Regions from separate parts of the Hordeum vulgare genome. Here all the other regions are linked to region 3. The links are chromatin contacts, called in public Hi-C maps. All regions are on one chromosome and are shown on one strand. Each heading gives the region's core, a stretch centred on a gene start, on an enhancer-like site or on the middle of the called end of the contact. The rest is flanking DNA. Distances are from core to core; before and after follow the strand shown. Region 1 holds the start of LOC123447245. Region 2 holds the start of LOC123450180 (putative hydrolase C777.06c). Region 3 holds the start of LOC123447240.

Region 1 (3,654 bases), core at 818-3,317, 190 kb after region 3:
ACATGCCCGATTTCTCCCATGGCCATGAAATAAAGTCCTCCTGTTACCTCATAGACGTTCTGATCTTGAGGATGGAGTCCACATCCGGCTACCAAAAGTGTTGTTGTACCAGATCCACCTTCTAATTACCGCGATCATCTAAGAAATCACTTACTCTTTTAAGGCGACAATTCCTCTTAGGAGTAATGGGTGTGTACGGCGGACCACGTGGAATCCATGGATCCCTCCAAACACGAATATTTGCACCATTGCCAACTCGACATAAAATTAAGTAGTCCTGGCTTTAAAAAATCACTACGACAGCCGTTCTGATAGACTCGCCAAAAAAAAGCACTACGAGAGACCCCTTGCTGCTGCTGGACAAACCCTTGTATGGACTACCTACTACCGACACGTTAAAACGCAGCAACAACCCCCTTAATGTTGCTGCAACAAATCCAATGTCCCCTGTATGGACAGTGAGGCACATTAAGCTTGGAGCAGCAACAAATCCAGTGCTTTACTGTCATCTGCATTTAAATGAAGTAGTCCTGGCTTTAAAAAATGTATTATCATCACTAAGATCATCTATACCTTTTGTGTTGACAGCAATGATCAGTTGTTGATTTGTTATTGCTCTTGAGCCTTATATACTCTTTTTCCTGTGTACTCTTGTTATTATTATATGCTGACGATTCTTCTTTTGTATACTCTTGTTATGAGTATAGATAGAGCAACTATGGATTTGAACTTGCTGGCTGAAGAGGAGGACGAAGCTCAACACGATGATCCCATTGATTTGAACTTGCTAGCTGAAGAGGAGGACGAAGCTCAACACGATGCTCCCATTGATTTGAACTTGCTAGCTGAAGAGGAGGACGAAGCTCAACACGATGCTCCCATTGATTTGAACTTGCTGGCTGAAGAGGAGGACGAAGCTCAACACGATGCTCCCATTGATTTGAACTTGCTGGCTGAAGAGGAGGACGAAGCTCGACACGATGATCCCATTGATTTGAACTTGATGGCTGAAGAGGATGACGAAGCTCGACACGGCGATCTCATTGATTTGAACTTGCTGGCTGAAGAGGAGGACGAAGCTCAACATGGTGATCTCATTGATTTGAACTTGCTGGCTGAAGAGGAGGACGAAGCTCAACATGGTGATCCCATTGATTTGAACTTGATGGATGAAGATGAACAAGATCAACAAGATGCAGACAAGGAAGAAGCCCAAGTTGCAGACGAGGAAGAAGCTCAAGTTGTTCAAGAGGAAGAAGCTCAAGTTGTTCAAGACGGACAACCCGAAGAAGCTCAAGTTGTTCAAGACGGTTTTTTGAATTATAGCAAAAGGGTCCATGCGTTGCAACGGGAGAAAGAAATACCACACGGCACACGCTCTTAATTTATAAAAAATGTCTATAATTTGAGAATTTATAGTTACGATACAAATAAAGATGGTCTTATCCTACAAAAATGCAGTTCAAAATTTCACAGGTCTTCTATTTTAACACGGCTTGCATGTAGATTTAATACGTACAAAGAATCAGTCAAGTGACCTTCAGTTTCATCTCTAATCCTGATTTTGTTGACGTGTTCATTCCCAACCCGAATGAGTACCGGTATGAAAGAAAGACGAATAATGACTTATTTATTAGGATTGCACCCTAGATAGTATTTTTTATTAAACATTTAACAGATAAAATAATATCATATTTAAATTCTACATATTTTTCTAATCAAATTCCATGTATAATATGTTAAATTTGGAGTTACGGTTTAAAAGATATGAATATTTAAAAAAATATTTAATATATACTACGAGTTTAATGTCATAAACAGTAAGGTTTTTTTTGTAAAATCACCTCGGTGGGTTTTCCGACGGAAGCAATAGCCTCTTTATTATTAGGTAAAGATGAAGGGTGACAGGTTTTATCGGGCGGAGGGAGTATTTGTTTTGCACGTGTATTCTGCAAAAAAAAGGTATCCCAAGCAATGCCCTAGTGATTTGGTAACTAGCAGTAAGTGAGCTGGAAAACCGGGAGGGCCCAACAACTAATCCGATGGCCCGGAGTTTGGTCAGCATCCACAAGGAAAACGCGAAAGATAGATCCGCCGTGAAGGCCCAACGGCGGCTTACCGAAACCCAGGGCCGCCGCCGGCCGCTCGCACCCGAATCCCCAGCCGGCGCACCTCCATCCACACGGGCCGGCAGAGATGGTGGCGATCTCGATGTACCGCGGCAACCTCCACCAGAGCGGTGACGACGCCGCGCGCCGCTGGCCGGTGCCCCAGCCCACGCTCTCCGCGTCCCAGTTCCGCCGCCTCCTCCACCGCCGCTCCCTCGCCGTCTCCCGCCTCGCCGGGGCTCCCCGGCCCAACTCCCCCAACTCCCGCCTGGACGACGGCGCCGCGGCCGTGGGGGAGGCGCGGGAGGTGGACGGGGGTCAGCAGCACCATCAGGCCGACCGGCATGATGTGCAGATGCCGCCGCCGCCGCAGCAGCAGCAGCAGGGGGAGGAAGAGGGACAGGACGAGCAGCAGCAACAGGGGGAGGGAGAGGGGCAAGACGAGCAGCAGCAAGGAGAGGAGGAGGAGGAGCAGCAGGAGGAGGGGGCGGTGGAGGATGTGGAAATGGACGATGCGGGAGAGGTGGTCGCCGGAGATGTCGATGCCGGCGGCAACGGTGACCCTGAAGAAGGGCAAGGCGAGAGCGAAGGCTTCGACCCCAACTCGGAGGTGAGCCTCGTCGTAGGTTCCTCATAGCTGCGTGAGATTTTAGCTGCTATCCTGCTAACGATGGCTTAGGGTTAGATTCAGGTCATTCAGGTCATTGGTGGATGACTACTTGCGAAGCCCCGACAGTAGATTTTTGGAATTGCTTCTCGTCATGGTATTATGGTGGTTCTATCTTAGAATCTAGTAGACTTTTAGCTCAGAGTTGGAAGTAGGATGAAATTCCTAGGTTGCCTCTTCCATTTCTGGGTTGGAAGAAGCCAATAAGTAAGGATAAGTAATGATGCTTTTGAGTTTTACTCCACTACTCTACAATTAAGCTTTTTAGCTGCACTGGACAACAGTTAGCTCTTTCATGAGGATGCAATATATTTATTATTATCGGTTGCTGCTGAACAACAGTTTAATTCTTGAGTTTTTCATGGAGATTTTGCTGAGTGCTTTGTGATTCCTGAGTACAATTGATTAACCAAACCACACATACCATTCTTGTTTGCAAGCTAAAACCTATGCTTGGAAGCTTGGTGCATTATGCTTGTTTGCTTTTTCATCTAGAGCTCTGAGTCCTATTTTTGTTTTAGGTGGGTCAACCTGATGGAGTTGAAGAAAGGAAGAGAGAGTTGACTGACAAGCTGGATACCTTGAGTAAGAAAAAGCATGATCTCGTGCAGATGCTGAAGCAGGTAATTTTCTCATTGTTTTGACTGCCGCTTGTGGTTCAGAACTAGTTGCTACGTTCTTCATCCCCTGTTACGTTCCTGTATGCTTAAGTAACTGAACCTTGAATACCATGTGATATTCGGTGGTTGACAACTTCAGGTGATGATGTGTGTGGATTTGACTGTTTTCATCGTTAATCGAGTAGCCACTTGAAGTACACTGGTTCAAATGAGTTTTTCTTCTGTTTGAAAATTATGAATTGAAAAATTGTAAACTTGC
Region 2 (3,934 bases), core at 233-2,732, 180 kb before region 3:
GGCTGGTTCCCACCCCCACTTAGCCCATCTTACCTCTTGGGGTCGCAGCCCCCCTTCGGTGGTCCCCCGGGACCACCTACGGTGGTCCCGGTACGTTACCGGTGATGCCCGAAACACTTCCGGTGTCCGAAACCATCCGTCCTATATATCAATCTTTACCTCCGGACCATTCCGGAGCTCCTCGTGACGTCCGAGATCTCATCCGGGACTCCGAACAACTTTCTGTAATCTCGTATAACAATTCCCTATAACCCTAGCGTCATCGAACCTTAAGTGTGTAGACCCTACGGGTTCGGGAGACAGGCAGACATGACCGAGACACCTCTCTGGCCAATAACCATCAGCGGGGTCTGGATACCCATGGTGGCTCCCACTAGCTCCACGATGATCTCATCGGATGAACCACGATGTCAAGGATTCAATCAATCCCGTATACGATTCCCTTTGTCTGTCGGTAGAGAACTTGCCCGAGATTCGATCGTCGGTATACCTATACCTTGTTCAATCTCGTTGCCGGTAAGTCTCTTTACTCGTTCCGTAGCACGTCATCGTGTGACTAACTCCTTAGTCACATTGAGCTCATGATGATGTTCTACCGAGTGGGCCCAGAGATACCTCTCCGTCACACGGAGTGACAAATCCCGATCTCGATTCGTGCCAACCCAACAGACACTTTCGGAGGTACCCGTAGTGCACCTTTATAGTCACCCAGTTACGTTGTGACGTTTGATACACCCAAAGCACTCCTACGGTATCCGGGAGTTGCACAATCTCACGGTCGAAGGAAAAGATACTTGACATTAGAAAAGCATTAGCATACGAACAATACGATCTAGTGCTAGGCTTAGGATTGGGTCTTGTCCACCACATCATTCTCCCAATGATGTGATCCCGTTATCAATGACATCCAATGTCCATGATCAGGAAACCATGATCATTTATTGACTAACGAGCTAGCTAACTAGAGGCTTGCTAGGGACACATTGTGATCTATTCATTCACACATGTATTAGTGCTTCCTGTTAATACAATTATAGCATGAACGATAGACGATTATCATGAACAAGGAAATATGATAATAACCATTTTATTATTGCCTCTAGGGCATATTTCCAACAGTACCACCCAGACTTCGTCAAGGCCTAATACGTCATCTGCATGCTCATGAGTCAGAATGATCTGCACTGCGCAGAACCTTCTTAGTCCCCAGGATTTTTATTTTTTTCAGAAAATAATGCACTGTCGAATATCTCACTGAGTCAACGTAAGGAACTTTGTGGTGGACAAACCACCAGAGAACTTGCTCTCTGAAGGTCTTGCCGATGTCGATTAGGATGTACTTGTGTGTTCCATCTTGGCAATAGTCCACCAAAAGGGAGGTGTTGAGCCTGAAAGCAAACAGGCGTATGATTTATGAACCTGGTCACATAAGCACTAACTTAGTAGGATGTTCTGTTCAACCCATTTGCAGCTACTCCACCATTCGGCAGTTGTGACTCACAAAGTTAAATCTGTTGGAATCATTTTCATGTAATGATACTTCTTGGTCACATACCAATGCAATAAGTTGGTTGTATTCAATATGTACACTCTTTCTAGTGTTCAATACCGAGTCGAATTATACAACTTACATGTGTAATGTACTTCAGATCATTGCAGGTTTTGGAAGTGCTCTGAGAGGAATACCAAAAGGCAAGTTCGCCAAGAGAATGGCCTTTTCTGGGACAATTAGGCTAATCTACTTTTTTGCACTAACTAATTGCAATAAATTATATTTCAGGATATTGTCCTCATTTTTACAATATCCAAGCATCAATATATAATGGACTTGTTCATAGGAGGAAAATTCCTCTTCCATTGAGATGCTCTTTTCGCTCCATTCAAGCAAGAAATAACCACTCATCAATTGTTGTATCTAAAGATTATTGTGAAACTTACATCCAGTTTTTGAGAGGCAAACGGATAGTTCCTGATTCAGATCCTCCAACCTCCAAGGATGTGGACCTACTATACCAGTTTATAGATAAGAGGTGAAAGTCTGTATTGAACTTCCTTATCAAGTTCTTGAGCTACATTTGAAGAGGAATCTTAATTATCTGTTACTTGTCTCAGTAACAAGCTCATGGTATTAACTGGAGCTGGAATGAGCATGAGTCAGGAATTCTCGATTATTGGAGGTAAGTTATCAAGGCTCCGTGCGTACAATCCCATCATCCACAGGCAGGTAGCTTGTGATTTAAGGAAGAAAACAAGGCGTCTGCATCATTTAACCTGCAAATAGACGTCGTAGCAGGTGTGCGGGCGGTCGAGCGGCGGCGGCGGCGGGGACGGCGGGCGGGGCTGCGCGGGATGGACGCGGGCGTCGTGCCACCAGAGCGCCGGCTCGGAGGCGGAGCGCATGAGAGCCCCCTTCCCCTCCTGGGCCCGCTTCCGCGTCCGCGGCACTTGCCGCAGCTGCACCGGCAGCCGAAGCCTCTGTCCGGCGCTGCCCCCGCCCCGGCGTGACGACGGGGAGGGCCCGTCGGCGACGCGCGGGCGACTCTTCCTCCTCCCCTGCTGCGTCTTCTCTCTTCTCTGGCTGGCCAGAAGATGCTTTCCCCTTCCACCTTCTTTGTCACTCGATAAGATCACAGAGAGGACATGGCCGAGCACGAACATGGGGCCAATGAGGGGGGCGGCCAGTGGCGTGGGCTGGTGGTGGCCCGGCAGTGGGGCACCGGCGGGGCGGCGCGACCTCAGCCCCGATCCAATCTGGATCGAGAGGGGAGGGGGAGGGAGCGGTTGGTGGCTGAGGGGGCGCGAGTGGGAGGCTCGGTGACGGGTTTTTTTTTGTTCGGGGACGAGGTGGGATCGCTGGAAGGTCGAACCATCGGTAGGTTGAACCATCACGATGTTCGATCATGCTTTAATAGTAGAGATATGTGAATAATATTTTTAAGTATAAAAAGGTATAAAAATAACAAAAAAACGAGAACAAAAATAAAAAAAACAAAGAAAACTGGCTGTGGCTCTCGCGCGGCTTTGCCGGGCCATCTAGTGGTCCCCCCTTACGCGAGCGCACCTCCTGTCTCGCCTAAAGCGAGACATAGAAACACCCTAATTATTACATGGACTACAAGCGTTGAATAGGAAATGCCGAATATTACGTGCTTTAGTGCTTGTTCCTCTCGACTGTCCGTGCTGCTACTCTTTTCGCTTAGCATATAACCCGCTCATCATCTAAAAAACTGTTTGGTATTCTCAACCCATCAGGGTTCAAGTTCTAGATTTGATATTAGCATTCACATTTTTCTAGATTAATTTCAAACCTTTCGATAATGTGCTTTTAATGAAAGAAGACATTACCGTCAATCTCGAAATATGTGTCAGCCCAGTCTTTTGAAGGCGCTCATAAGTGATAGTGTATGCATGCATATGAGCGTCTGTGCCTGTTTTGTGTTGAAAAAAAGTTTCCCTAAAAAAGAATCTCAGAAAAAAAAATGAAGATAGAGAACAGCTTAAACGCACAAAAAGCATCGCCAGACGTTCCATAGGAGATGTTTTTCTTTCTGTCTGAAGTAGTGCTATGAAACAAAGACATGGACTACATATATTTTACACAGGTCCCAGTTGCAGCAAGCAGATGTACAAATCTACACAGAATCCGTGTTCACTAACGAGAGACAGCAGACCAACATACACACTTTTTTCAGACAGCACACCATCATGGTCCACGAGGCCTTTCTCCCTGATCTAAAAAAAGGCTCCGGACATCTTATTATCATCATTACTCGTGTGACGCCACCGCGGTAGGATACAAGGAGAATGAATTTGCTGCAAGTGGAACGAACGACTGCCCAGCTCCAAGCTCAAGCCTGCAATCAGGAGAGGACGGTCAAATATTATCGAGTAGAATCGGACATATGAGGTAGAATCATTGGTTTTAAGAGAGACC
Region 3 (3,769 bases), core at 683-3,182:
TTTCCAATAGAATGCATTGTGGAAATGAACAAGGTTGCCAGTATGTTGAAAATAATCAGTGAATGATGTTTACCTAAGATAGTTAGATCCCCGGACTTTGAATGTACCAGGATCAATATGAGACCAGCTATTCAGCGCCTTCTTTTCCAACAAGCATAACTGTACTTGAGAACCTGCTAGAGGCCTTTCAAGGAAATCTTTTGTAGACACTGAAAAAGATACAAATGTTTCTTTAATAATTTTATGATGCCAGTGTAATTAAGCTCCTAAGAAGAAGAAGAAGAAACTATATGACCCAACAATGGATGAAGAATTGCTTACATAGCGCGGACGACGGGTTGGCTTCCCCAGACTTCTTCTTGAACGAGAGCTTCAACGAAGGCATCTTCATCGACTGAGTTGGGCTTGTGGAAAGTGCTCTCTTCTTCTCATTCACACCAACAGCTGAGGCCATACATGGCAAACAGTTGTTTGGCAGGAGACCACAATCGTCCAGTATCCCCCCTCCAGCATTCGGGCTAGCACCGCCCGAAAGACTCACCCCATCCTCATGGCCAGCAGAGGGCCTCGCACCGTTCTCCAAATTCCCCTTGGGCAGCTCGCTGGACCTTGGCTTCCTATGGTGGTGCTCAGCTCCATTGAAGCTCCCGCCATTGGCATCCCTCGTACCCAATGCCGCTTCGCTCTCCAAGCCGTTGAGCGAGAAGGCGTCTGCAGAGTCAAACAGAAAAGCTCAAACGCTCAAGAGGCTTGAAACCAACACATGTAGGCTAGTGGTACATTGCACGTGTATGTATGTATACGGAGGGTGGTCGTTACCGTCTTGCACGCTGTGGAAATCGTCCTCGCCGTCGTCGGACTCGCTGATGGCGAAGGAGTCGTACCAGGCCTCCTCCATGCTCCCGGTGACTGCAGGAAAGGTAAAGTACCCCAATTCAACGTCAGGTGGGCGGCGAATCGGAGTACAATGCCATTGATTGATTGGCGCAATAAACCGGCGTGCGCTAACCAAGTAGTACTAGTAACCAATTACGCCGCGCAGTGATCCCACTCTTATGTCTATCTATCTATCTATCTATCTACGGAACGAGGCGGCGGTGAAATTCAATAAGCGGTCGATGAATTATTATTTTAAAAAAAATCCCCGGCCGTGGCTAGGTAGGTAGATAATAGATGGATAGATGCGCACGATGCGGTAATTTAATTTAATCCCCGAAGGAAGGACGCGCGGCATGGTCCCCCGGCCGGAGATCATCAAATCTATGCATCCATCCATCCATGAATCTATTCCCCGCGGAGGCGGAGGCGGAGGCGGAGGCGGAGGCGGAAAAGGCGATTGGGAGAAAGCGTAGCAGCGCATCCCTACCCACCTTGGAAGGCCGGGTTGCTGTAGGTCCGGCAGTCGCCGGAGTTGGAGGCGGCGGTGGAGGAGGGGTCGGGGGGGCCCTCGGCCTCCTGGATGGTCTCCATGGAGGCGGCGCGGGAGGGGGCCTTCCGGCGGGCCTTGCGGCGGCGGCGCCTGCGGGAGGAGGCCCCGGCGGCCCGCGCCGCCTCGCCGGAGCGCGGCGTGCCGGGCTTCCCCACGCACGCGCTGGGCCGCGACACGCACGTGCCCATGCCCGGGGCCTCCCGTCGGCCGAGATCGGCGCGGGGAAGGTGGCGCGCGCGCGGGCACGGCGCTCGTCCGCGTGGGGGCGGAGGCGGGTCGGGTCGGGTCGGGGTCGGGGTGGAGATCGGTGCGGTTGCGTGCGAGATTTTTTCGTTTTTATGGGCCAACTCTGTGGCTCTGGTGGTGGTGGAGATGGTGGCGATGGAGGAGGAGGAACGGGAACGCTGGCTGCGGTGTCGTGTGCCTGCCTGCGCGGGGCTCGGCTTCTCACACGAGTGCGGGGAGGGAGGCGCCGCTCTGGTGGACGCGGTCCTTGGCTTGGCTTGGCTTGGCTTGGTGGGTGGGTGGGTGGGTGCTCTGCCTGCAGCTTCCTTCCTTTTGTTCTGGTTGGGTTTGGATGGGGCCTGCCTGCCTGCGGCCTTTTCTTTCTGGTGGGAGTTAGGGACAGGCTTCCCTTTCCTTTCTGTGACGAGTGACGAACCCTCTAGTGGTCTAGGTGCGAGATTGGATTTGACGCCATGCCGTTTGCACCGTGCTTGTTCCGCCGACGCAGGGTATTTTCCTTTTTTTCCTAAGGCAGAAACTGAAGCCGAGACCAAGGCACGCCGTCGTCATCGCCCTTCATCATCACACACAACTTATCCGTAGTAAACAGTCAGAAAATCGTCATATGCATCTACATACGTTGTGCACGGTAGAGCGAGCCAACCGCCGGCTTAGATCGTCCATCCGTCCAACGTTTACGCTGCACGGTGGCTCCACGAAAAGTACTAGTACTACTACACCGTATGCCGGGACGGAAAAAAATGAAGGACCATGTGCATGCAATCTCATGCGTTGACCGTTGACCGGATTTACCAGATTTGGGTGGCGGGGGGGAAAAAGTCGGTGACCAACCCAACGAAGGCGTATCCATCCGGAACCCGGTGCACGCGTTTCATGGGGGCTCCGTGGTCCCTTCGCCATCCTATTTCCCCTTGCCAACAGCCGGTAGTACGATGCGATGCTACCGTCAGGTCAGGTGGTTCTACCTCTCCGTTTTAGCCGTTGAAAACCTCGTTTCTCCTCCTCCTTTTGTCCAACAATCCACACGCCTTGCACGTAACTTGGTGCCTAATCCTGGGAAATGGGTGGGCTTGCGCAGACAACACGGTTCCGTTTTACCTATAAAAGATGGGGCACGCAATTTGCATGCTATCGATCGAGAAAGAATGCTTAGTTGTTGATCCTGCGAAATGATTAGGTTCTGCGGCCAACACGGTTTTGTTTTGTACTATAAAAAGAAGTATGCATAACAACGGTCATACTATGTATTTCCTCCTTGTGAGAAAACAACAAGACGCGTATTTTTCCTTTTTTTTCGAAAGCAGGGCCTGCGGTTAGTTTACTACACGATAAGTTGAGTGCATGGGCGCTTATGGCCTGTTTGAAACCACAACATATTATGATAATCTGGATTATTAAAATAGATTATATAATTAGATTTTAAAAATAATCTAGGTAGGCATGTTTGAAGGTCAGAGTATATAAACTGTAATCTCGATTTTACAGTGCATAATGACATGTCCGCCCTGTGCGCTCGCTGAGGAGACAAAAGGAGGACGGTAGCGGTGCCAGAAATTAGTAATTACCTCTAACTTTAGAGTATAGATTCATTCATGTTGCTTCGTATGTAACATTCTAGTGAAATCTCTACAAAGACTTATATTTAGGAATGGAGGGAGTATTCGCTATGCATGATTACTTGTTTTTGCACTTCCATTCTGAGCATTGCATATTTAGTATTTTATTTGGTTTTTATTTGTTTTCTCTCTTTTTTGTGTCTACCGGTGTATTGGAGTAACCTAGGACCAAGCAAGATGAAAAGACCAAGGCTGGGCTCAGTACGGAGGACTTAGAGTACCTGACTTTCGTGTTTCGAAGGGCGGAAAAAATGATTTCCAAAGTGTGTCACATCAATATCTAAGACATGAAATGGATTGGGCCGCTCTTGCGAATCCGACGACCGCAAGGACGTCAAAATTGGAGTCTGTATGAAGAAATGGCAGCCTAAACACCGGAGAGAGACAAAATGAAAGACGGAGTAGCATGGTCATATGGATGATCTATGACATGTAGATAACTCCGGAAGTTTCCCTTTAGACGGAATTCTTCACCAAT

The links. A called contact is a pair of places that touch in the nucleus more often than the background predicts.
Region 1: a Hi-C map of leaf shows a contact between it and region 3, with 3 times the contacts expected there. The contact joins the promoter of LOC123447245 here to the promoter of LOC123447240 in region 3. A contact is called at or near these places in 5 of 6 Hi-C or Micro-C datasets (leaf, seedling and an unstated tissue) and 1 of 1 datasets of contacts at active chromatin or transcription factors (embryo).
Region 2: a contact with region 3 is called in a Hi-C map of seedling, with 3 times the contacts expected there. The contact joins the promoter of LOC123450180 here to the promoter of LOC123447240 in region 3. A contact is called at or near these places in 1 of 6 Hi-C or Micro-C datasets (seedling) and 1 of 1 datasets of contacts at active chromatin or transcription factors (embryo).

The regions. Positions count from the first base shown.
Region 1 is chr4H:11,563,136-11,566,789 of MorexV3_pseudomolecules_assembly, forward strand. LOC123447245 reads left to right here and starts at 2,068. Exons shown (of 5, transcript XM_045123832.1): 1 at 2,068-2,718; 2 at 2,800-2,872; 3 at 3,297-3,398. The coding sequence starts at 2,453.
Region 2 is chr4H:11,189,549-11,193,482 of MorexV3_pseudomolecules_assembly, forward strand. It overlaps LOC123450180 (putative hydrolase C777.06c), which reads right to left and starts at 1,483. Exons shown (of 8, transcript XM_045127562.1): 1 at 1,476-1,483; 2 at 1,256-1,388; 3 at 1,123-1,179. The coding sequence starts at 1,483. It overlaps LOC123447235, which reads right to left. Exons shown (of 2, transcript XM_045123822.1): 2 at 3,498-3,854. The coding sequence ends at 3,849.
Region 3 is chr4H:11,371,603-11,375,371 of MorexV3_pseudomolecules_assembly, forward strand. It overlaps LOC123447240, which reads right to left and starts at 1,933. Exons shown (of 9, transcript XM_045123826.1): 1 at 1,371-1,933; 2 at 820-909; 3 at 322-711; 4 at 74-209. The coding sequence starts at 1,617.